Linked DNA regions of Mus musculus: regions 2, 3, 4, 5, 6 and 7 are each linked to region 1. Evidence: chromatin contacts called from public HiChIP or PLAC-seq, Micro-C and promoter capture Hi-C data. All regions are on one chromosome and are shown on one strand. The core of a region is the stretch at or near the end of the contact, and the rest is flanking DNA. Distances in the headings are between cores, read along the strand shown.

Region 1 (2,859 bases), core at 263-2,762:
TACAGCCTGTCTTTATACTCTTTGGGGATGGGGGTCAGGACGACAGTTTATACTCAAAATCAGAAAACAGAGATCATATGACTTAGGACACAATTCCTTGTCTTCCCGTACATGTCACGCAGCTGCTCTCTCTCTCTCTCTCCCTTGAATAAAAATGGAAGTGAACTAGACCCAAACCCAACAACTGAATCTTGGGACAATGAAGCCCACAGGAAGCCACTCGCTCCTCCCGTGGGTTTACTACCGAGCTGGAGGCTACGTGGTGTGCTGTCGCCCGGCAGCCTGCGTGACAGCACGTCTTCCACGCCCTCCCAACGCCATCTGAAGGCTAGTCGTCCGTCACCCCCTCCTCACCGCCGCCACCCTCCTCACACCCCGAAACCAACCCTACAAAAGGGATGGGCGCCCTGGAAAACTCCCTTGCCCAGCGGCAGCGCAGCCATTCCTTAGACGCTCCGCCCGCAGCGTTCCCAGGCAGCTCAGGCGGCGGCTACACAAAGCGGGAGTGAACAGAAGAGGACCGGGCGCACTGAAGGGAAGCCGGCCCTGTGCAGCCGGCCGCAGCCCATGGGGGAGGGGAGGGAGGGGACGGGAGGGCGGCGGCCGCGCGGGGCGTCCCGGTGGCGCCCCTCGCCCTCCAGGCCCGCACTCCATCCCGCCGCGGGCCGCGCCCAGGCCCCGGCCCCGGCCGCCGGAGCTATGGATGTGCAGAATCCCGGGCCATGCCGACCCCGAGCGCATCACTTACCCCTCACCGCAGAGAGGGACCGGACCGGGAGGCGGGGCGCGGCGCGTCCCGTCTGTCTCTGCCACGCTGTCCTCCCCCCACCCCCTCGCCGTTGTCGTCGTCGTCGTCGCCGCCGCCGTGGAGCTGGGGGCCCCTCGGTTCCGCTGGGCAATAACGTTATTCCACACACGCCCCACACATAGCGGGAACGGCAGCGAACGGCAGCTCAGTGCGCAGGCGCCTCGCAAAGGGCAGCGAGCCAGGTCCTCTCCCTCCTCCAGCCAGGGCCCAGCGATGCCTCACTGCGCAGGCGCCAGACCCAGACAATGAAAGGGGGCTTTGCAGAGGGTCTCACCCACACGCTCTCGCAGCTGCCCACTGCGCAGGCGTGCCCTCAAGACAGTCTTGAACAATAAAGAGCCGCTTGGCTGGAGTGGGACCGCAACCAACCAGGACTACGATTCCCAGCGGGCAGCGCGCCAACTCCACGCGGAGGGCGGGGCTCTGAGCAGGCTAGGAGTTGCAGTGTCCGTCACTTTCACAGTTTGGCTGTTTGGAAGATTTACACTTCATTTTCTAGAGAAAAACAGTTTTGACAGAACTCCTAACTAAAACCGAGTTTGCAGTGAATGCTTGCGAGGGCTCAGGGATCAACTCCACACCGGCCCGTTTTGAAGAGTCTTAAGTCCTTCACCGGGCCGGTTCTGTCAGCGAGTCTATCCAGCTGGCTGAGGATGGCAGGACAGCGGGACTAATCCAAGCGATGCAAAAGGGAAAGGGCGCGGCGCGCCAACCCGTCTCTTGGCAACAGCCTCAGGCCGCTAAACTGTCGGAGTGGCGCTCCGAGCGCATAGCCCTCTGGGAAGCGTAGTATAGCTGGAAGGCTCATAGGACTCTCGAGGCTGCAGGCTTTAAGCCTGAGAACTACAATTCCCGACGTTCACCATGAGGGCCAGGGGGTAGGAAGAGCCCCTAGGAGCTCGGTCCGGGGTTCCTGGTTCCCTAGTGACAGCAGCGACAGGAAGCAGGCAGGCATCCCCTCATCCCCAGCGCTAGGCCTGTCCTCGGAGGGGTGCACTGGATACTTTCCCGCATAACTCCCATCTCTGACCCCATGGCGAAGTCCCCAGGGAACTCTACCCTGGAGGACAGTCTGGGGCAATACCAACGGAGTCTCCGGGGTGAGTTGCTCCGAATCTCAGTGCCTAGTAGCTCTTAGGTACCACGGGCAATAGTGGGTTGTTTTTTGTTTTTTTGTTTTTGTTTTGTTTTGTTTTTTCCAGAGACTTTCCTTGAGCACTAGCCAGGCTGTGGAGGAAGACGACCGATGTTGCTCTGACCTTATGGATGAAATCTTTTAGTTTTGTTTTTAGGATTAAGCAGCATTATCCTTATCCTTGTGGTTGGTTACCTGACCCAACAAGGAACCTACATCTTGATTTAAGTGTCTTATCAACCAGTGCCAGCACAAACTCATGGGCAGCTCCATGCCACTTTTACCCTGTTGCCATACTGTTGCTGTTTAATTCAATAAATTCCTTATTTATATTTCTTACACATGCAAATTCTGGTGTAGTATAGCAAATCTGACGTATAAGTCCAGAAAGAAAACACTAATAGTTATTTGAAATAATACAATATCTACTGATCTACATTATTTTCATATAGCAAAGTATTTAAAACTTTATCTCACTAATGACTCCATTTTACTGGTCAGGAAACCAAAGCCAAAACTCACACAGCTGGTTGGTAGCGGCAAAGGCATGTACAGAATTCAGGCCTATCCACCTTCAAAGCCTATGCCTTTCTTATTAATCAAGTAATAATTACTATAATCGAAGCCTAGCTTAGTTAATTCAAGTTTTCTGAGCAAAGAACCAGAAGAATAATTATCTGGCAAAGTGCTCTCCATACTCATAGCTAGCTAGCTCTGTTCTTTTGACCACATGTGAAATCTCCGGAAACTTGAGACTTTGTTATAGTGAATTCGTGGTGTCAACTACAACATGATTATTATGGAGAACAAGTTAACCAAAAGAATAATGAACATAAGACTGATTTATTTTCAGAAGTTAAGAAATCTGTAGCAAGAAATGTGTGCTAGGGGCTGGGAATGTGGCTTAGTATTAGAA
Region 2 (2,859 bases), core at 229-2,728, 940 kb after region 1:
TATTATTGTGTGTACATACACACGGGGGGCATGCATGTTGTGTGCATGGCACATATATCAAGGTCAGAGGACAACTTTGTGGAGTCAGTTCTCACCTTCCACCTTTACATGGTTCCAAGGATTGAACTCAAGTCATCAGGCTTGTACAAGAGCTCTTGTCTAGCGTGTAGTTTTATATGCTCTGCCTTTAGCTCCTGGGCATGACCGCACTACCAGCCCCCTCCCAGCTTTCCTTAAATCACACACACTTCTTAGAACACACACACACACACACACAATTTTCAATTACAACTTGCCTTCTTGGCACAATTGCTTGGCACCACTATCTCCCGCCTGGAAAATCGTGCCCTTATCAATTCCTTATCTCAGTCCGATCAGCTGTCCTAAACTTCAGTTGCTCAACTCCCCTGACCACCTACCTGTAAAAGCACCCTATGTGGCCACTCTGTCTTGAGATCTCACATGATTGTCTGGTTCTCCTCTCTCCAACACATGGTAAACTTCATTCACCTTCCTTGTGTTTCCCTTTTCCCCCAGGGGCCCGGAAGTCCCGCCTGTACTTTCTGCCCAGCAATTGGCCCATGGCTTTCTTTACTGATAGATCAAGAACCAGTTGGGAAGCAGGATCTTAGCATCAGAATTGCCCCCTAAACCCTTGCCATTCAGCCATCTCACTAGCCCAAAGGCTATCTTAATACTCTCTCCCACTGTACTACAGAACATTTCACTGAGACAGATGGCCCCTGAAGTTTGGTTGGATTAATTACTGGCATACAAATGCCATCTCACTGAACCACAAGTGGTTGCTACTTCTTGATTAGTAGGATGAACAAGCACACTTCCACCAGCATAAAGGGCCAATGATCAATATTCAAGACAGATGACGACACAGGGTTTGTGTCAAGACATTCCTGTGGAAGGACAGTGAAAGTGCATGCAGGAACCAATTCTAAAAGCCTTTAAAAATAGGGATGGGGCGGGGGGAGGTCACTCAGAAGCTGCATGCCATCTAGGAAGGAATGTATGGATTTGCTTAAGCAATGGATCACATATGGCACACCCAGATACAACTAGGGTAGTCACAGGTTACGCTTGTGACAATCTGCTGACTCCAAAAACCCACATCTTTTACCCATAGGGAGAAGTGCAAGGAACCACTACTCTTGTAATTTAATGTGGTACCCCCAACCCACTACTGAACGTAGTTTTAAAGATGCTGCCTTTTGCTCTGGTAGGTGGCCGCACTACCAGCTCCCTCCCAGCTTTCTTGAATCTGCAGGTAAAAGACAGACATAGTTTTTCCTTTATAACTTGCCTTCTTGGCACAATTACTGGGTGCTGATATCTCCTGCCTGCAAAAGCTTACCCTTACCAATTTATTATCTCCATCTCTTCCATCTGCCCTAAACTTTAGTGGCTAGTCCCACCTAGCCCCTAATCAAGCATCCTTGGCCACCCACCTATAGTAGTGGCCACAGGACCCAGCTCCCCACTAGTCCTCACATGGTTGCTGTGTTCTTCCTCCAAAGCATGGCAGAAACTCCTCTACCTTCCTTGCATCTCCCTTTTCCTCCTGGGACCCCGTAACTCCCGCCTGTACCTTCGACTCAGCAATTAGGCCCCCAGCTTTCTTTACTGACAAATCAAGAACCAACTGGGAAACAGGATCTTAGCATAAGAACCACCACCTTCAGTCCCCCAAGGATACTTATGCTTTGGGTTTACTATTTCCTTAGGCAGAAGCAGTTCTAATGACTTCCAGGTGGTCTCTCCCTCCAGCTAGCCCTCGGCTCATGGGTCAAAGCACCAATATGGAATTCTTCCAGATGCTAAGTATTATTCTCAGTACTCCTTCGGAACCAAAAAAAAGAAAAAAAAAAAAAAAAAAAAGACAGGACAGGTTTACAGCCTGAAAGCACAGCACTGACTACCCACACCACCACAGATTCCAGTCTCTGTAAGCTCTGCAAGGCCAGCTTCAGATGTAGAATCTGCGAGTTCTGAGCCAGACCCCACAAAGGTGAATCAGTTTTTACTCCAAGGCACACAAACATTAGTAACGACCCACATAAACCTTTCGGGAAAGCAAGAAGAAATAACATCAGCACATGTTTGGGTAATGAGATATTGAGATCACGATCCCCCTTCATACAGTCCCAGGGCCTTGAGCACTTCATGCAAGCAGTCCACCACTTGAGCTATATCCTCAACCCCGACTTGTTTCTTTTGGTTAAAATTAAGTTCCTCACTCAATGAAGTTTGACTGTTTTTCAATGGCTTTTGCCATTCTTTGCCTTTTACTTGTATTTAATCCTTACAGATTGCCAACAATTTCCACCACTTTTAATTTGTCTTTTGTATGTCCCATGCCTTGTTAAATAATTGTACCTCCCATTATTGCCTGTGGGGAGCGGGTGTGGCGGCAGTCCTAAAGGCGCCAGGGACTGCAGCTAAGTCATATGACTTGCACCTGACTTCCTCATATAAGACACAAACATCTTGAGTGCTGCGCAGGTGTACCAGGATACAGGTGAATCCAATTTGGTGGAGATTTGCCCCTGCTGCCCTGATTAGCTGAAGCTGCGTGCCTGGTGAGGTGGCGTGGCCTGCTGTGCGTGGATGGGAACTGAGAGTATATAAGAGTGAGAGGCCCGGGTTAGAGGGGGGATTATTATTCGAGAGAGGATTACTATTAGTGGGGGAGATATAAAAACAAGGGAGATATATAAACAAGGGAGATATAAACAGGGGAGATATAAACAAGGGAGATATAAACAAGGGAGATATATGGAGAAAGAAGAAACAGGACTGAATAAATGTGTGCAGAAGGATCCTGTAGCAGCGTCGTTCTTCCTGGCC
Region 3 (2,859 bases), core at 142-2,641, 930 kb before region 1:
AAGATTCTTATTTTAAAAGATCCTGACAGAATGTAAAAGGTCACAGAAGCCCTGAAATTGGCAAGATTGATGTCACTGTTAGCAGAACTAGCTTCACTGATTTAGAAAAAATAGAGGTGCACAATGCTCTGGCCACTCCTTGAACCTGTGTGTCTGCCAATGTTTTGACCATTCCTTGAACCCATGTGTGTGCCCACTGCTGCACCTCACTGCCAGGTGTTTGTGATATTGGTTGCTGGGAGAGTCAGAAAATCTCCCCAGCAACCACAGCCCAGCCAATCCGGAGTTGCTACACCTGCACCAGACTCTTTCCTTGTACCCCTCCCATACCCATTTCTTGAGAATAGACATTGTTTAGATCTGGAAATCCCCTACTCCCCCCTTCTCCTTCCCCCCAGGGCCTATAAAAACTGAGACCCCTTTCCCCTCAGGGTCGACTCCTCTACTCCTGCGTGGGATGTGAGTCGTCCCCAGAGCTCTAGCTTTCCCCGAATAAAGCCTCATGTGGTTTGCATCAAGCTTGGTCTCTCATGAGTTCTTGGGTGTCCGCTATTGTCCTGAGGCCTGAGCGAGGGGCTCCTCTCGGAGTCTTTCAATTTCACACTTAGATAGCTTCAGTCAGAGGAGTCTGCTGGGGCAAAGACAGTAAGAGACTAAATTATGTACAGTCCGGCTGTGTGACTTCTAAAATTAGTAAGTTTTTAAAAGTCCATTAAGAAGAGAAACTAGAGGGGTTTTCTTTCCTTGATAACACTAGGAAATGTGACCCAATACAACCAACAATATACAGGGTTTAATAACTTGAACCATTGGGCCATTTTGTTTCTTAGTTATAAGGATAACATTTTCCCAACTCGTATCAGGGATAAAGCCATATAATGAATAAAGTGGGTAAGCGCAGACTATAATCAAACTATAGCAACATGAAAGCTTTGTACAAAACTTCAATTTGCATAGAGGTGAGGATGTTTCGGAGACGAAAGACTGTGGTGTTGGCCTGGAATTAAGCAACTATGAACTGGGCTCCTTTTCCGGGTTTAAAATAACAAAATATGTTTGACTCCAAGTTGGGAGTTCTTTAGCACGCATGTACCTGGATCCAGTGGCTTGGTCAAGGGAGAACTACAACTCCCAGCAGCACCGGCGAGAGCGCAACTTCCGGGCCTAGAGTTTCTCTTGCCCCCTCCCTTACCACCACCCCACTTCTCTCACAAACAAGCCGACTTTTCGCTTCTAGCGTCGCCGAGTTCGAGATGGCATTGGCCATTGGCGGCGGACTTCCTACCTTGCAAGGAAGGGCTCAGGACTCGGCTAAGAGGAAAGTCGGGTCATAGAAAGCGGGAGGTGGAGGCTGCGGCTCAGGACGCCCAGGGACGTCATGTCCGCTGGGCGGGGCTTCCCGATCCCGCGCAAATCGAAAGGTCCATGGCTGCGCTTGCAGCAGCCGCTCGCCGCCGTTCTGAACCCCAGGTGAGCGAGCGAGCCCCTATGCGGGCGGCCGGGCGGTCACTGGAGCAGCGGGCCGTGTGGAGGAAAGTGGGGTCCCCATGACTCTGATCCACGTGCCTTCTGCCCCTCGGCGCGAAACCCGGATCTCCGGGAAGTGAGCGGGAGCGTGGAGCGCCTGCAGGCGACTGCCTCGGCCTCCGGGTCTCCCGCTTTCCGCAGAGGCGGGCTGACGTGTGTCCTTACCAACACTCGTACCTAGCGATGAATTCCCTTTGTATATGCTCTCTCCTGTGCAGGTTTGAGGAGCCACGGCGCCTGGAATGGACTTGTGTGCTATGCCTGTTCGTTCGGGAGACGGGACTAAGGTGAAGCCGCTGCTGCTGTTACCTCGGGTACCACCGGCGACCTTCTGGTGTTGATGCGCCACATGGCACTCAGTCACTTCTATACTAAAGAGGAAATATTTATTCGAGATTTAGTTGGCCTAGAAGAAAGAAACTTAAGGAAATTTCACGAAATGTAATTATGTCCCTCCCCCACCCCAACCCCCCCCCCCCCCAGCATGCACGAAATCATGTTTTAGAGACGTTGTCTTTTAAACGTAGTGGACTCGTTTTACACAGACCCACCTGCACCCAAATTGGCTGATGTTTAAAATTACGGGTTCATGCCCCCCTTTAGGGATTCATAGTTAATGGGCATGACCTTAAAGGTAAATGAATCTCTCAAGTGTCAGGGCTGCTAGCTAAGGGCATGGCCACTTTCCTGTGGTGTCAACAGGGCACCTCTGGCTTATCCCATAGTCTTTAAGAACATGATCTTAGGTCTGTTGAATCAGGTGCCTGTCCCTGTGACCTCACTGCTGAGAGAGGGGAAGGTAAGAGTGGAAAATCCCAGAGAGCTCAGCCTAAGACCTAACTAGCCTGGTGGACGCAGCTCAAACAAACAAGGTGGACTGCCTTTCACATCCTCCGATTCAAACTCCATCACGCATGCATCATACACAGAAAGAATAGTTGCAGAGGGTAATAGCCTTTGCTCTTGCAACCATGAGGACCTAAGTTAGAATCCTCCCCCCAGCCCCCTCCCCATTAAAACCCCCTGTGCCTGAGCCTGCTGGTAACTGCAGAGATTGGGAGGCAGAGGTGGCAGATCCCAAGACCTCATTGGGCCTAGTTGGTTCCGTAACACCCTGCCTCAAGGTGATAGACAGGTAGCAATAGAGGAAGACACCCAATGCCTTGCTCTGGGCTCTGCATGGATGTACCCACACACTCATTACATGCACACACTCCCTAATACAAATACCTGATCTTAGATGGTAATACTGTATTGGGAAGTGGCAAGCAGCTGCTGGAGTTGGAGTAGGAAGGCGGGGGTGGGGTGGGGGGGGGTGTTAGTTGCTTTGAA
Region 4 (2,859 bases), core at 96-2,595, 920 kb after region 1:
ATCAGCTAGGCACCAAGACACTACACACTGCCCCAGTAGTAGCCATAATTTAATTAGTGATTAATTAGATATGCATACTAGTCTCTCTGGGTTGAAGATTATATTACTTTAAATATTCTTTGTTTTTCTATATTACCTGAATTCTGGAAACAGGTGTTATTTTTAAAACAACCCACCCCTGTTTACTTGGGGGGGGGGAAGCAGCATGCAGCACACATGTGGAAGTCAGAGGACAACTTACAGGAGTCAGTTCTCACTTTTTAAAATTAACGTGGGTCCCAGGAATTGAACTCTGGTCTTCCGGCTTGGTGGCAAGTGTCTTTGTCCACTGAGCCATCCTGTCAGCTTAAGGGAATGTTTAGAGAGTCTATGCAAATGAGAGAAGTCTCTTTAATCATCACAGAAGGAAGGAAAGATAATGAAGAGATGCTGTCCCCAGCTCATGACTCCCCAGCAGACACTGGAGAGAGTTATTTAAGGATTATACTTCCAAACTTGAAAATCTGAAGAAGAAAAGTCATAACTGTCCTGATGGCTAATCTTCACTGTCAACTTCAATCTCCTAGGAGACACATCCCTGGGCATGTTGAGGGGGTGTTTCTAGAGGGGCTTAACGGAAGTGTGAAAACCACCCTGGTTGTGAGTGACATCATTCTACAGGGTGGGACCCAGACTGAAAGGAAAAAAAAAAAAAAAAAAAAAAAAAAAACAGCCTTGGCCCAGGCTTCCTGTCCATGCCATCAGGAGCTGCAGATGAATATTTCTCTTCCTACTTGCAAACTTTGTTTGATCGAGCCCTGCCCTGTTTCCAGGCCAGCCTCTTGTAGACAATGCCAGTGTTTGTTTTGGGCTTAGTTTTGCTATGGTATCTGAACAACCATTCTACAGCCATTCTCTTTCCTGGCTGAGACTCGCTTCTCTGTGTAGTTGTGCAACAGTGATGGTTGGTGGCTTGGTTTGAATCATATTCCTGAACAATTAAAAACCTCTTTCAATGGCTTTAGTAGCAGCGGCCTTCCATAGACTAGTGTCATTTTAGACCAGGCAGTGCTGGATTCCTTTGTCCCTGTGACAGCCCTTCTCAGTTCCAACTTGCAAAGGACACATGCAACACCAGATCCCTGACCTTACGTTCCCCTTGAAGCAATGTTTGTAGAAAAACAAGTTTAGTGGTTGATAGTCTGGGTCACTTACCTGTATGGTTTCTCCCTGACACCAATTTCTGCCCTTACGTTCTATGCGCAGCTATGCTTTCTGTTAGAGACGTTCAAAACAGGCTTTCTCTAAGCCTGAACAGCACTGCTTAGCACAACTTTCCACTCCACCGTGCATCATAATCCCCTTTGAGTGATGTAAAGGGATCAGGTCTCACAGCTCTGCCTTGTACTTTTCACAGCATGCCCCACACAGAGGTGGCTCAATTTCTTGCTGCCCTCAGAGGAAAACTTCTTTGAAGAAGGAGGCCCCTGCCCACTGCTGCCCAAGCCAAGCCGGTAATGCAGCAAGGCTCTTACTGCCTGGGCCTCTCTCCTCTCACTCCGTGGCTACATGGCTAAATGAGAGGATTGCTTTTGCTTTTTGTTTGTTTGCTTGGTTGGTTAGTTGGTTGGTGGGTTGGATGGTTGATTGGTAGGTTGGTTAATTGGTTTGGTTTGGTTTGGATTTTCAAAACAGGATTTCCTCTGTGTTATCCTGGGTGTCCTAGAACTCACTCCATAGACAAGGCTGGCCTCGGATTCAGATATCTGCTTCCTAAGTGCTGAGATTAAAGGCACAAGCCATCACTACCTGGCACATTTTGAATAGGTGCTTACAACTTACAACTTTATGGTTGGAATTCTTTGCAAAGCTAGGAATTCTTCCCCCCAACTCGACTCAGGTGTTAGGTATGTGTATATATCTGCGTGCGGGTATGTGTACATGAGACCTGCTGCCATGCTTCCTGCCATGAAAGCTAGCAAATCCCCTGGAGTTGGAGGTTCAGGAAGTTTTAGCTGCCTGAGTACTGGGAACTGAACTTCGTCCTCTGAAAAAACAGCAAGCTCTTGAAACCGTTAAGCTATGTCTCTGCCCCTAAAAATTATTTTAGAATGTGAACAGTGGTCTACTTGGGATGTTTTGAATATTTTTTTTCTCAGTATTTTATAAAAGTTTGGTATACCCAGCTGCAGAGCAACCCTGCAGCCACGGGGCTAAGCAGGTCTAACACCCCTATGCTGTCTCTATGTTGTCATGTGACTATGTTACCCTGAATGTCCTGAATACAGACACAGCTCTTCCAAGGAGAAAGGGCTTTACAAAATGTATCTAGAAAGTCAACAGGTACTATCTACACACAGCTGATAACCCTACACAGCTGATTGCTATGGTTTGGATGTAATCAGTCACCAAAGGGTTTCAGGTGTTAGAAGGTGTTGGGAACACTAAACATTAAGATTAACTATTAATATATGGTAACTATTAATATATTAATATTCTATAATATTAATAACTATTAAATATTAAGATTAAGAATTACAATAACTGTGGCAATGTAGAAATTATCTCACAACATTAAAAAAAAACAAAACCAAAGATTATTTTCTAGAAAATAAATAATGCCGCTTTAGATATATAAATTATGGATGCCTTTTCTATTATAGCATTATTTTTCTGAGCATATTATGTTTTCAGTTTAAAAAAAAATGTTTTATGATGTCCAAGTCAGCTATCCATTACTATAACAAAGTCTGAGATAATCAACTTATAAGAATTGTATTTTGGCTCACTGTGGTGGTCTGAATGAGAATGGCTTCCATAGGCTCTCAGTGTTTGAATGCTTGGTCCCCAGTTGGTAGAACGATTTAGGAAGGATTAGGA
Region 5 (2,859 bases), core at 245-2,744, 890 kb after region 1:
TGGCCGTTGTAAAGTAAAACTGAGCTCCATTTATCTATCTATCTATCTATCTATCTATCTATCTATCTATCTATCTATCTATTTACACTCCAGCTTTTATCCCCCCCACCCCCGAGCGCCCTCTTGAGACACTCACATTCCAGTGGGCCATATACTTTCCTCCTCTTATAAACCCCAGCTCGGAGACATATCTGCTCTGCATGAAATCTTTTTTACAGCGAAATCAATAGTACTGCCTCACCTGTGTGCAGAGCTCTGAAAAGAACTCCGGAGGCCTGGCGGCAGGACGTGGTGGCTCACTCCTCAAATCCCAGCCCTCAGGAGGCAGAAGCAGGAGATGACTGTAAATTCAAGGCCCGCCTGGTATACACAGAAAGCTTCAAGTCAGTCAAGGCTCTACAGTGAGGCTCTGTGTGAAAAAGAACACCATGGCTGCTGCAAGCAACAACATAGACATATACATGCCTCCTGTTCCCTAACCACTGATGACATCACCACCTCAGGCCTGTCACACAGGGACCCAAATTTAGACATGAGCTTTGGAGGGGACATCCTTATGTGGGCAGCATCGGAATCATGAGGGCATATGATATACAGTATACAGGGGTGTGACATGAGACAGGACTGAATACCCCAGCTTAGGGATGGAGACAGGGGACCGGCTGCTCATCTTAGCCTACACATTGAGACATTACTCTTAGAAATAGGAAAAAGGGGCAGGGTGAATAAGTAATTGTTGCAAGTAATAAGAAAGCTATTTCCTAATCTTAAAGTGACAAGTGTTAGGCAAGCCCAGTTTTACTAAGGTCTTGAGTTCGTTTGATAGTGAAACTTCCCAAAATGCTAAGGAAGATGGCTACCACATCTTCAGCATGCAGGGGCAGACGACAGCCCAACCGACCCTGTTCCCCCCTTAGTCTGACATCTTGCATGGAGGATAAGACTTTACTAAATCCTCTCCAAGTTCCAAGGGATCCTGTGAGAAGGGGGCTTTCACAGGGTCACACAGAGTTCTATGCTCTGTCCCTGAAGCCATCTAAGAACTGCAATGAGCCACAGTAGCCCCTGTGTGGCAGCCTGGCGTCAGGTCATGATTGAGAGTAAAGTTCTCCTTGCTTCCCTCTGTGGTTTTATACCCTGGGCAATGAACCAAGGGGAGCCCAGGAGCTTCTGCGAGGCGTTGCAGCTCCCACCCGCAGTGGCCCCTCTACAAAGGCCATGTCAGCGACTGATGCCTGCAGGGGCTCCTTCCTCGCCACCACCTCACTTGCTTCCGTTCTTCCCTAAGTCGCTCCATCTCTTCTCTTTCCAACTAGCCTGTCTTCCCACCCTTTGCTGACTCCGAAAAATGTGGGTCTCCACTCGGGCAGCAAACCACAAGAAGCCTCGAGTCTGCCTGGGCACAGAAGAAAGATCTCTTGGAAGAGTCCCTTGAGCACTAGTTTCTCAAATTAACAGGGTGGGAGAGAAACGAATCCGAGCAGCAGTGGCGGCAGAAAATGGGACATTGCTGCCACCTAGAGGCAACCAGCCTCAAATTCAGAAACTCTGGACCAGCCCAAGCTTGCTTGAAAGCCCTCCCTTGGGAGCCAGACAAGTCAGTAATGAAATTTCCAGGACGAGCAGGAGGCATCCCTGTCTCTCATCCAGCCATCGAATCTGTGGCTACAACAGTCTACAACAGACTTGAGAGTCAGTAGCTCTGTAAGGAAAGATGACTCGGAGACAAAGGGATGCATTTGACACAGGGACGAGAGAGAGGAGAGAGAGAGAGAGAGAGAGAGAGAGAGAGAGAGAGAGAGAGAGAGAGAGAGAGAGAGAGAGATTGTCTTGGGATTGTCAGAGCCTGCCCTGCTGGTCTGCACAGGTTTTCCCCTAATGGCCCTGGGATTCACAATACTCCAAGGAGCAAATGAATAGGGAAAATAGAAACCTCTATGAGGATGGCTTTGGCCTTCCTCTGAGTCCCCAGTCACTTCTGCCAGCAGCCGCTAGAGAACAGGATTTAAGTATTCATTGTTGTAATATTACATAATTTGTTTCTCTCTCCTTCCAAAAATGGAGTACGCTGAGCAGTTTTCCCTGAGTCACTGAGTCATGGAAAGTTTACCATTAGTTCTGCTTCCTTCCTAATGACTAACACTTTCTTAAGAAAGTTTTCAAAGATGGATAGATGACTCAGCAGGTGAAGGTGCTTGTGGCACAAGCCTGACTAAGTTCAGTCCCCAGAACCCCCTTAAAGGTGGAAGAATATGACCGCTGGCACACTCTACAGGGCTAAGGAGCAATATGTGTAATACATCTATAAGATTCCAAATGAAAAACACACTGTATTCATGCTATAGATTTCCAAGCCTTCTTGGATAATACCCAGTAAAAGCACAGTACAGCATGCAGATAGAAGATCTCCAGGAGACAGGTGTAAAACCCTACTTTGACACATAGGTGGGTCTTTTTAAACCAGGCCCTTCCTTCAGACTGGGGTTTGATCCCTGCAGACTTGCAGGGCAGCTGCACATTTTCCAGCCTTCTGGACTGTATACATTTCTGATCTTTTCCTCTGGGTCCTGCACATCCTGTCTCCATAGGATGCTGCTTTCTCTGCCTCTCAGAGCCTCAGTAGCAATGCACCCTCTCTTTCTCCTGGGGTTCTCACCCAGAGTACCCAATCATAACCCAGGGGAGTGTTCAGATAGAAAAAAACAAAACAAAACAAAACACCAGGATTCCTATGAGTCGGTGAGAGAGCAAGCTTGGAAACAATTATCACTAAGAAATTTCTTGTGACAGATTCAAGAAACAGGAAGCAGTGGGGTAAAGGGAGAGGTGTTTGACTGGGTCTGTTCTCTGGCAGGAACA
Region 6 (2,859 bases), core at 143-2,642, 870 kb after region 1:
TGCCACAATTCAGAGAATAACTATTCATATATCAATTCCTAACAACAGTTGACTCTGGGAAAGGGAATGGAATTAGGGTCAGCATAGCATTTAAACATCTCATCACACGCACACACACACACACACACACACACACACACACACACACACACACACTTAAATACATATTAGACCTGCTGACCAAGTGTTTAAAATGGGTGTCCGTTAACTTAGAATTTTCGAAGCAAAAATAGTTTAAGTTTGAATGTAAAGAAGAAGACTTTGGGCTAGTGAGATGATTCCACAGCTAACCATGCCTGCTACCAAGCCTGATATCATCAGCTGCTTCCCTGGAAACTCCATGTGGAAGAAAAGAATAGACTCCAAGGGTTGTCTGCTGGCCTGTGCACCATGCAATACATACATACATACATACATGTCTAGACCTTCTGTTATGGTGACATTGCAGATTGAACTTGGGTACCCCCAAGTGAGGAGCAAGCACTCTGCTGCTCTTACTTTCCAACCTAGTAATTCTTTAAAGATGTATTTTATGTATATGAGTAAACTATAGCTGAAGACACACCAGAAGAGGACAAAAAAGAGGGTTGTGAGCCACCATGAGGTTGCTGGGAATTGAACTCAGGACCTCTGGAAGAGCAGTCAGTGATCTTAACTGCTGAGCCATCTCTCCAGTCCCTGGTAAATATTTTTAAAAAGAAGAAAAACATTAAAAATAATGCATGGATGCCAAACCCCTACATGAGAAAGGAAAATCTGTATAAGCATTAAAGGAGTTTAAAACAATCATAACACAAAGTTTTTCTGTAATCAACAACATTAAGAGATCTGTATACATAAACATATAGTTAAATTAAAAGGTAAACAAAAAACCGGTATAACTCAGAAACAGGTGCAGCAAGGGCTTGAAGCCTTTATATTGTAAAAACAAAACTCCAGGTCCCAGCCCTCCAGCCCCTAAGACTCTTCGAAATGGAGCATGTATTTAAAAAAGTCACTTCCTGGCCTCAGTTTCCAGGCATAAAAGCAAGCACCAGGAAGATAGTCATGTGCTCATCCACCTCCACCCTTGCACACATACAACCTAAAACCGTCTCCATCACTACCAGGTTGGGGGGGGGGGGGGGGGAGAAGGAGAGGATGAGCGGAGTCTCTAGTGTATTGCGTACACTGCGACTTCCAACCCCGTAGAAATTTTCACCCAGATCCCTCTGTGAGGGTGAACTGAGCTCTGCCTGAAAAAGGAGAAGTCGCAGCGCAGAGTGGCCAGGTTTCCACACCCAAGAGGCATCCTGATCATCCGGGAAGCATGGCCTGCACACAGTTTTAGCTAATGACTTCACTAAGGAGAGCCCACTGTAGTCTCAGGTTCCTCTAACTGAAAGGCCCTCGGGACAGTCCAATGCTTCCTCCCTCGAGAAAGTGGGACTTCTCCAAACCCGCAGTCACTCCACACCTCCCAGAGAGGGAACTCTTCAGGCTCCTCCCAAAGACGGGCCACGCCCACTTGCAGCAGACCACGCCCGCTATGGGGAGGCTCGAAGTCCCTTTGAGCTGGTGAAGATGCCCACACTGCCTCTGGGATTCCTGATGTCTGGAGGAATAGGGGGAGCCCTACACCTAATAATTCAATCTGGGCCACATGCTCACTTAAGACAGGGGTTGGAAGTTTCTCTTCTATTCTGTGTTGCTAGAGGAGCCCTCCACAACCAACCTAATTCCTAGCCCCTCTGGATAGTTAATTTTAAAGAGAGCATTAGATGAACGCACAAATTCTTATCCCTTCAAGTACTCATTCAACAACCTTTTAGTAGGCAGCGACTGAGGGAGTGGGATTCAGCATTCCACCCTATGCCCGCCTGCGTACAGATTCCTTAAAAGCCATTGCCAGGCTGGGGAAAGCACAGACAGTAGCGCTGGACTAGAGACAGCCCAGCTGCTAACAAGACCTGAGCATGTTTTTGACTGTAGTGCTCTATCTCCTAGATGCTGTGAGGATTTTAAAAAGATGCTGTGGTCCAAGGCCTTACACATTGGAGTTTGACATACCCTAGACAGTGGAGAAAGGTCTCAGGTTCTAATCTCCCCCCGACTCTTCCCATCGTTTGTTTGTTTGTTTGTTTGTTTGTTTGTTTGTTTGTTTCCATCTTCAAACTTTGCTACCTGTACCATCTGCTGTGAAGGGGACCTGGGCAACTCTCCTGCATCCCACGTTCACACTGAAGCCCTGGTCCTCCAAGTGAAAATATGTCACATGAGGAACTTTGGGGAGATTTTAAGGTTAGAGCAGGCCATGAAAGGGGGCACCCTCTCGAATGGAGTTAATATTCTTTTATAAGAAACACAAATGTTGAATCCATGGCAGCTCATGCCTGTGATTCTAGCAGGAATTTGAGAAGCCGAGGTGTAAGTATTGTGTGTTTCAAGTTAGACTGAGCTACACAGTAAGTTCCAAGGCAGTCTGAGCTATAAAGGGAGTTTAAGGCTAGCCTGAGCTACACAAGCAGATACTGTCTTCAAAAACAAATGAGGATGGGGAGAGGGAAGATTAAACACACACGCACGTGCACACACACACACACACATGCACACGCACACCATGTGGGTCCATAATTATTAACCAGCCACCTTTAAAAACCCAGGCAAGATCTTCACCAGGCACTGGATCGCCCAGTGCCTTGACCTTGGACTTCCCACCCTCTGGAACTGTGAAAAATGTCTGGTGTTTGAGGCACCCAGTCCTGCCTTACAGTAGCCCAAGCTGAGACACCATCTCATACACTCAGGTCAAACAAAACACAAAGACAGAGCTTAGACCATAATATGCTGAAGAATAGAAACTCAAAATTGGGTTTCGTT
Region 7 (2,859 bases), core at 265-2,764, 690 kb after region 1:
ATGGCTACTCCAAGGTGAGGTGTGCAATTGGTAGTTAAGTAAAAAGCAAAGCAAAACAAACAAAAACCATCTTTGACATTTCAAGTCACTGATTCATGTCATCATTGTCAAAGAACTGTTCTCTCTGCTTTGTCACGTTCTCTGTGATTTCTCTGTGATTTCTCAACTGGTGTGCTCTGCTTCCACAATGGGAGCGTGAGATCGTCACATTTCTCTGTGGAGCATTGAGGTGGAAACTTAAGGGTTCTTTGGAAAGTCGGTTGGATGGTGTTTTGCTGGGGCAAAGAGCTGATGAAAGAATGTTCTGCTAAACCAAGCATGCGAAAGGACATGTGATAAAGGATTCTTTGCTAACAACAGGTATGTATTGGTCTGCCTTACACTGTGTACTTAAGCTGCATTTGTCAGGACTCCATAGAGAGAAGCACACCAAAATACTTCTGGTGGTGCGCTGCAGTTTCTTGCCACTTCTGTTGACTCAGGCTAATTGGCAGAGTGATGTCAGCTGAGACAGACGTGCTGAGAAGACAATTGATGTTTGGAGGGTATAAATGGGACTCGATGGACAGTGATGGAGGCAGAGCTTGGTTCACTAGTACAGCTAGCTGTGCAATGCTTGTGGGTCTCAAGTCTTCGCTGATCTTCTCTTAGCTGAGAGAGGCACAACCCAGAACTTCTCCTGAAGTTCCTTCTGATTCCTCCTCCTGCCCATGCTGAGGCTGAGGCCTGGCTGTCTCTACTAGGTAGTGTCACCACTGCTGGACTGCTGGTGTGTCCGTGAAATGTTTGTGATTGGATCGAGCTACTGCTGCTGACCTGTGAACTGCTGATTTCCAGACAACACAGACTGGAGTTGCTCCCAAGAACCTTTCTAAACAGGTCCACTTCCCCCATAGCCTTTCTTTCCCACCCTCTGGTGGGTGGTGGACTAAAATGGAGGTAAAAGCATTTAAGAACCATCATTAAAAATAGGAGTTTGAAAAAATTTTAAGTTACAGAGCACTGTGCCAACCCATATTAAATCTACAGCAGCTTGTGGCATGAGTGTCCTTGTTTTGTACCCTGTTCTGTTCATATACCAGCATGACAGATATAGGGAAACCTAATTTCAAAATCTGCACCATGCTTGAAGTGACCTGACATTACTCACACCCTATGCCCATTTCATAATTCATTCAAAACCTTTGTATTGAGTAAGCATCAGGGTTCCAACGTTTTCATCTTTCTTTTATTCTGTTATCCCCTTTACATAAAAAAGCAGACAGTTGTTCATCCCATACTGTCTTCCTGTACTTCTCTTATTTTCATTTTCTCTTCTCTTTCTGTTTCCCCTCCTCCCCATTCCCCTAAGAGGTTTGGTAAACGTAAAGCTCCCCGCAAAGTGCCAGACACATGAAGTCCTGGAAAGCATTGCCTATGATTATTCATTTAACAAATACCAACTAAGTGTTTCCTGTGTGCCAAGGGTCATGGCCGGCACTGGGTAACCTGGTGACTAAAGAGAAAGAGGTGTGGATTTGCAGCAGTGGGGGTAGGGGGGTGGGGAGGGGGGAAGCTCACAGTGACAGTGTCCACTCTTAGAGGCTGTGATGTGAAGACTTGTCCTGAAGAACAAAGGAACATGCCATAAGTGAGTTTACTTGTTTTGCCATTTCTTTGAGAACCTGACATACTGATTTGTGCTAAGCAACACACACACACACACACACACACACACACACACACACACACACACACACTCAGTAACTACTCACTCAGCTTTGTCATTAATTATCAGTGAATGGAATGTGGCCAGCCATTTTAAATGTGAAAGCAGTTCTCCCTCCTGGAGAAATTGGAAGCACTTAGAACTAACTTGAGTTTTTAAATTAATAATTAATTAATTAATTTTTCTACCCCTAAGACACAGGCCTAGCTCTTCTTTGATCCTCATGTCTGTGTCTAAATGTGTCCTCTGTAGCTGTTATGACAGTCTCCGCCCCTACAGTAGACTGACTAAGGTTCATGGAAGCATCAGTCTTAATCCCTGAAACGCATGTTGATTACATATGTGGGAAAAGAGACTTTGAAAATATGATTACATTAAGAACATGGGATTATCCTGGCAGACCCCAACTGTAATCACACACAGCCTTATAAAAGGAGTCAGAGGGAGATCTAATACGGAGGGCAGAGGATGGTGCAGTGGATTGCCAAGGCAAGCTGGAGGACACTACAAGTCAGTGCGCAGCCTGGGCAGAGTCCTCTAGTCCTTTGGAGAATATGGACAGCTGCTGACATTCCGATCTCAGCCTAAGAATTCTTATTCTATATATTCCTGCAGCTTTAAGCCATTAACCCAGCGGGCAACTCGTTACAGCAGCCACAAGTAACCAATACATCCTCTTCTGTCTTCTTCATACTTCTGTTTTGTCGTCTTTTTTTCATTGAACCTTCATCCCTCCCTTTATTTTTCTTTATGTACATTATTTATGTTTCTATAAAATACATTCCATATGTGTTCTTGTAACATTTGAGCCTGCCAAACTGTATGCCCGCTTCATTGTGGATTTCTTAAACATTGTCGTTTGGAGGTCAGAAAATGTAAGACGTTGTTTAGAGAAGTAGATAATGGTTTTCAAACTTCTTTCTGAGCTTGTCAGATACCGATGGTGGAAGAATGCTCATCTGTTACTTTTTAACAGAGGAGATCTTTTGTTCAGTAAATGAACTGGTTTGTACTAACCAGTCTATTGATGCCAGTACGTTCAGTGAGCTGATGGGCAAGAAGAGACCTTGCTAGAAGATACGGCAGACCAGTGACCCATGGGGAGCCTCCTCTGCACCCCAACATCTGGCATGGTCCTAGGGAATCCCAAC

What was found. Promoter capture Hi-C pulls out the DNA fragments that hold promoters and counts their contacts. Hi-C and Micro-C count contacts between places; a contact is called where the count stands out from the background. HiChIP or PLAC-seq counts read pairs in DNA pulled down with a chosen protein or histone mark.
Region 2: an H3K4me3 HiChIP or PLAC-seq map of bone marrow-derived macrophages shows a contact between it and region 1, with 4 times the contacts expected there. The contact joins the enhancer-like site here to the promoter of Sdccag8 in region 1. A contact is called at or near these places in 4 of 39 promoter capture datasets (cranial neural crest, embryonic stem cells, hippocampal neurons and 1 more) and 5 of 115 datasets of contacts at active chromatin or transcription factors (astrocytes, bone marrow-derived macrophages, embryonic stem cells and 2 more).
Region 3: a contact with region 1 is called in a Micro-C map of embryonic stem cells, with 5 times the contacts expected there. The contact joins the promoter of Exo1 here to the promoter of Sdccag8 in region 1. A contact is called at or near these places in 7 of 39 promoter capture datasets (the HPC-7 cell line, cranial neural crest, epiblast stem cells and 4 more), 2 of 484 Hi-C or Micro-C datasets (CD4 T cells and embryonic stem cells) and 7 of 115 datasets of contacts at active chromatin or transcription factors (the NIH/3T3 cell line, acute myeloid leukemia, astrocytes and 4 more).
Region 4: a contact with region 1 is called in a FOXA1 HiChIP or PLAC-seq map of pancreatic cancer cells. The contact joins the promoter of 1700016C15Rik here to the promoter of Sdccag8 in region 1. A contact is called at or near these places in 11 of 39 promoter capture datasets (the 3T3-L1 cell line, the C10 cell line, the HPC-7 cell line and 7 more), 9 of 115 datasets of contacts at active chromatin or transcription factors (bone marrow-derived macrophages, embryonic basal ganglia, embryonic stem cells and 4 more) and 4 of 9 other capture datasets (adipose tissue, embryonic stem cells, liver and 1 more).
Region 5: a promoter capture Hi-C map of hippocampal neurons shows a contact between it and region 1, with 6 times the contacts expected there. The contact joins the enhancer-like site here to the promoter of Sdccag8 in region 1. A contact is called at or near these places in 13 of 39 promoter capture datasets (the 3T3-L1 cell line, 3T3-L1-derived adipocytes, the C10 cell line and 8 more), 2 of 484 Hi-C or Micro-C datasets (bone marrow-derived macrophages and muscle stem cells), 19 of 115 datasets of contacts at active chromatin or transcription factors (the 230-238 cell line, the NIH/3T3 cell line, astrocytes and 14 more) and 5 of 9 other capture datasets (adipose tissue, bone marrow-derived macrophages, embryonic stem cells and 2 more).
Region 6: an H3K4me3 HiChIP or PLAC-seq map of the 230-238 cell line shows a contact between it and region 1, with 7 times the contacts expected there. The contact joins the enhancer-like site here to the promoter of Sdccag8 in region 1. A contact is called at or near these places in 10 of 39 promoter capture datasets (the 3T3-L1 cell line, the C10 cell line, cranial neural crest and 6 more), 11 of 115 datasets of contacts at active chromatin or transcription factors (the 230-238 cell line, T-cell acute lymphoblastic leukemia, astrocytes and 8 more) and 1 of 9 other capture datasets (adipose tissue).
Region 7: a FOXA1 HiChIP or PLAC-seq map of pancreatic cancer cells shows a contact between it and region 1. The contact joins the enhancer-like site here to the promoter of Sdccag8 in region 1. A contact is called at or near these places in 3 of 39 promoter capture datasets (the C10 cell line, frontonasal cranial neural crest and hippocampal neurons) and 3 of 115 datasets of contacts at active chromatin or transcription factors (bone marrow-derived macrophages, microglia and pancreatic cancer cells).

The regions. Positions count from the first base shown.
Region 1 is chr1:176,813,148-176,816,006 of GRCm38.p6, forward strand. It overlaps Sdccag8 (serologically defined colon cancer antigen 8), which reads left to right and starts at 1,513. Exons shown (of 18, transcript NM_029756.3): 1 at 1,513-1,908. The coding sequence starts at 1,842. It also overlaps a transcript of Cep170 not described here.
Region 2 is chr1:177,755,708-177,758,566 of GRCm38.p6, forward strand. No RefSeq gene overlaps it. Among named protein-coding and RNA genes, the nearest start is that of Gm30115, 27 kb to the left of the region's middle. Within about 2 kb of position 1,479, at least 9 of the 459 cell types and tissues checked have an H3K27ac peak or open chromatin away from gene starts, as enhancers often do.
Region 3 is chr1:175,879,387-175,882,245 of GRCm38.p6, forward strand. It overlaps Exo1 (exonuclease 1), which reads left to right and starts at 1,392. Exons shown (of 15, transcript NM_012012.4): 1 at 1,392-1,470; 2 at 1,746-1,814. It overlaps Gm36360 (a long non-coding RNA gene), which reads right to left and starts at 1,369. Exons shown (of 3, transcript XR_373723.2): 1 at 1,286-1,369.
Region 4 is chr1:177,728,469-177,731,327 of GRCm38.p6, forward strand. 1700016C15Rik (RIKEN cDNA 1700016C15 gene) reads left to right here and starts at 1,346. Exons shown (of 6, transcript NM_027077.2): 1 at 1,346-1,493. Gm30115 (a long non-coding RNA gene) reads right to left here and starts at 1,607. Exons shown (of 5, transcript XR_373742.2): 1 at 1,195-1,607.
Region 5 is chr1:177,701,522-177,704,380 of GRCm38.p6, forward strand. No RefSeq gene overlaps it. Among named protein-coding and RNA genes, the nearest start is that of 1700016C15Rik, 27 kb to the right of the region's middle. Within about 2 kb of position 1,495, at least 193 of the 459 cell types and tissues checked have an H3K27ac peak or open chromatin away from gene starts, as enhancers often do. A contact at or near this core is called in the 230-238 cell line, the NIH/3T3 cell line, adipose tissue and 12 more, where this site is marked.
Region 6 is chr1:177,680,014-177,682,872 of GRCm38.p6, forward strand. No RefSeq gene overlaps it. Among named protein-coding and RNA genes, the nearest start is that of 2310043L19Rik, 38 kb to the left of the region's middle. Within about 2 kb of position 1,393, at least 45 of the 459 cell types and tissues checked have an H3K27ac peak or open chromatin away from gene starts, as enhancers often do. A contact at or near this core is called in the 230-238 cell line and bone marrow-derived macrophages, where this site is marked.
Region 7 is chr1:177,503,012-177,505,870 of GRCm38.p6, forward strand. No RefSeq gene overlaps it. Among named protein-coding and RNA genes, the nearest start is that of Gm29856, 48 kb to the left of the region's middle. Within about 2 kb of position 1,515, at least 7 of the 459 cell types and tissues checked have an H3K27ac peak or open chromatin away from gene starts, as enhancers often do. A contact at or near this core is called in pancreatic cancer cells, where this site is marked.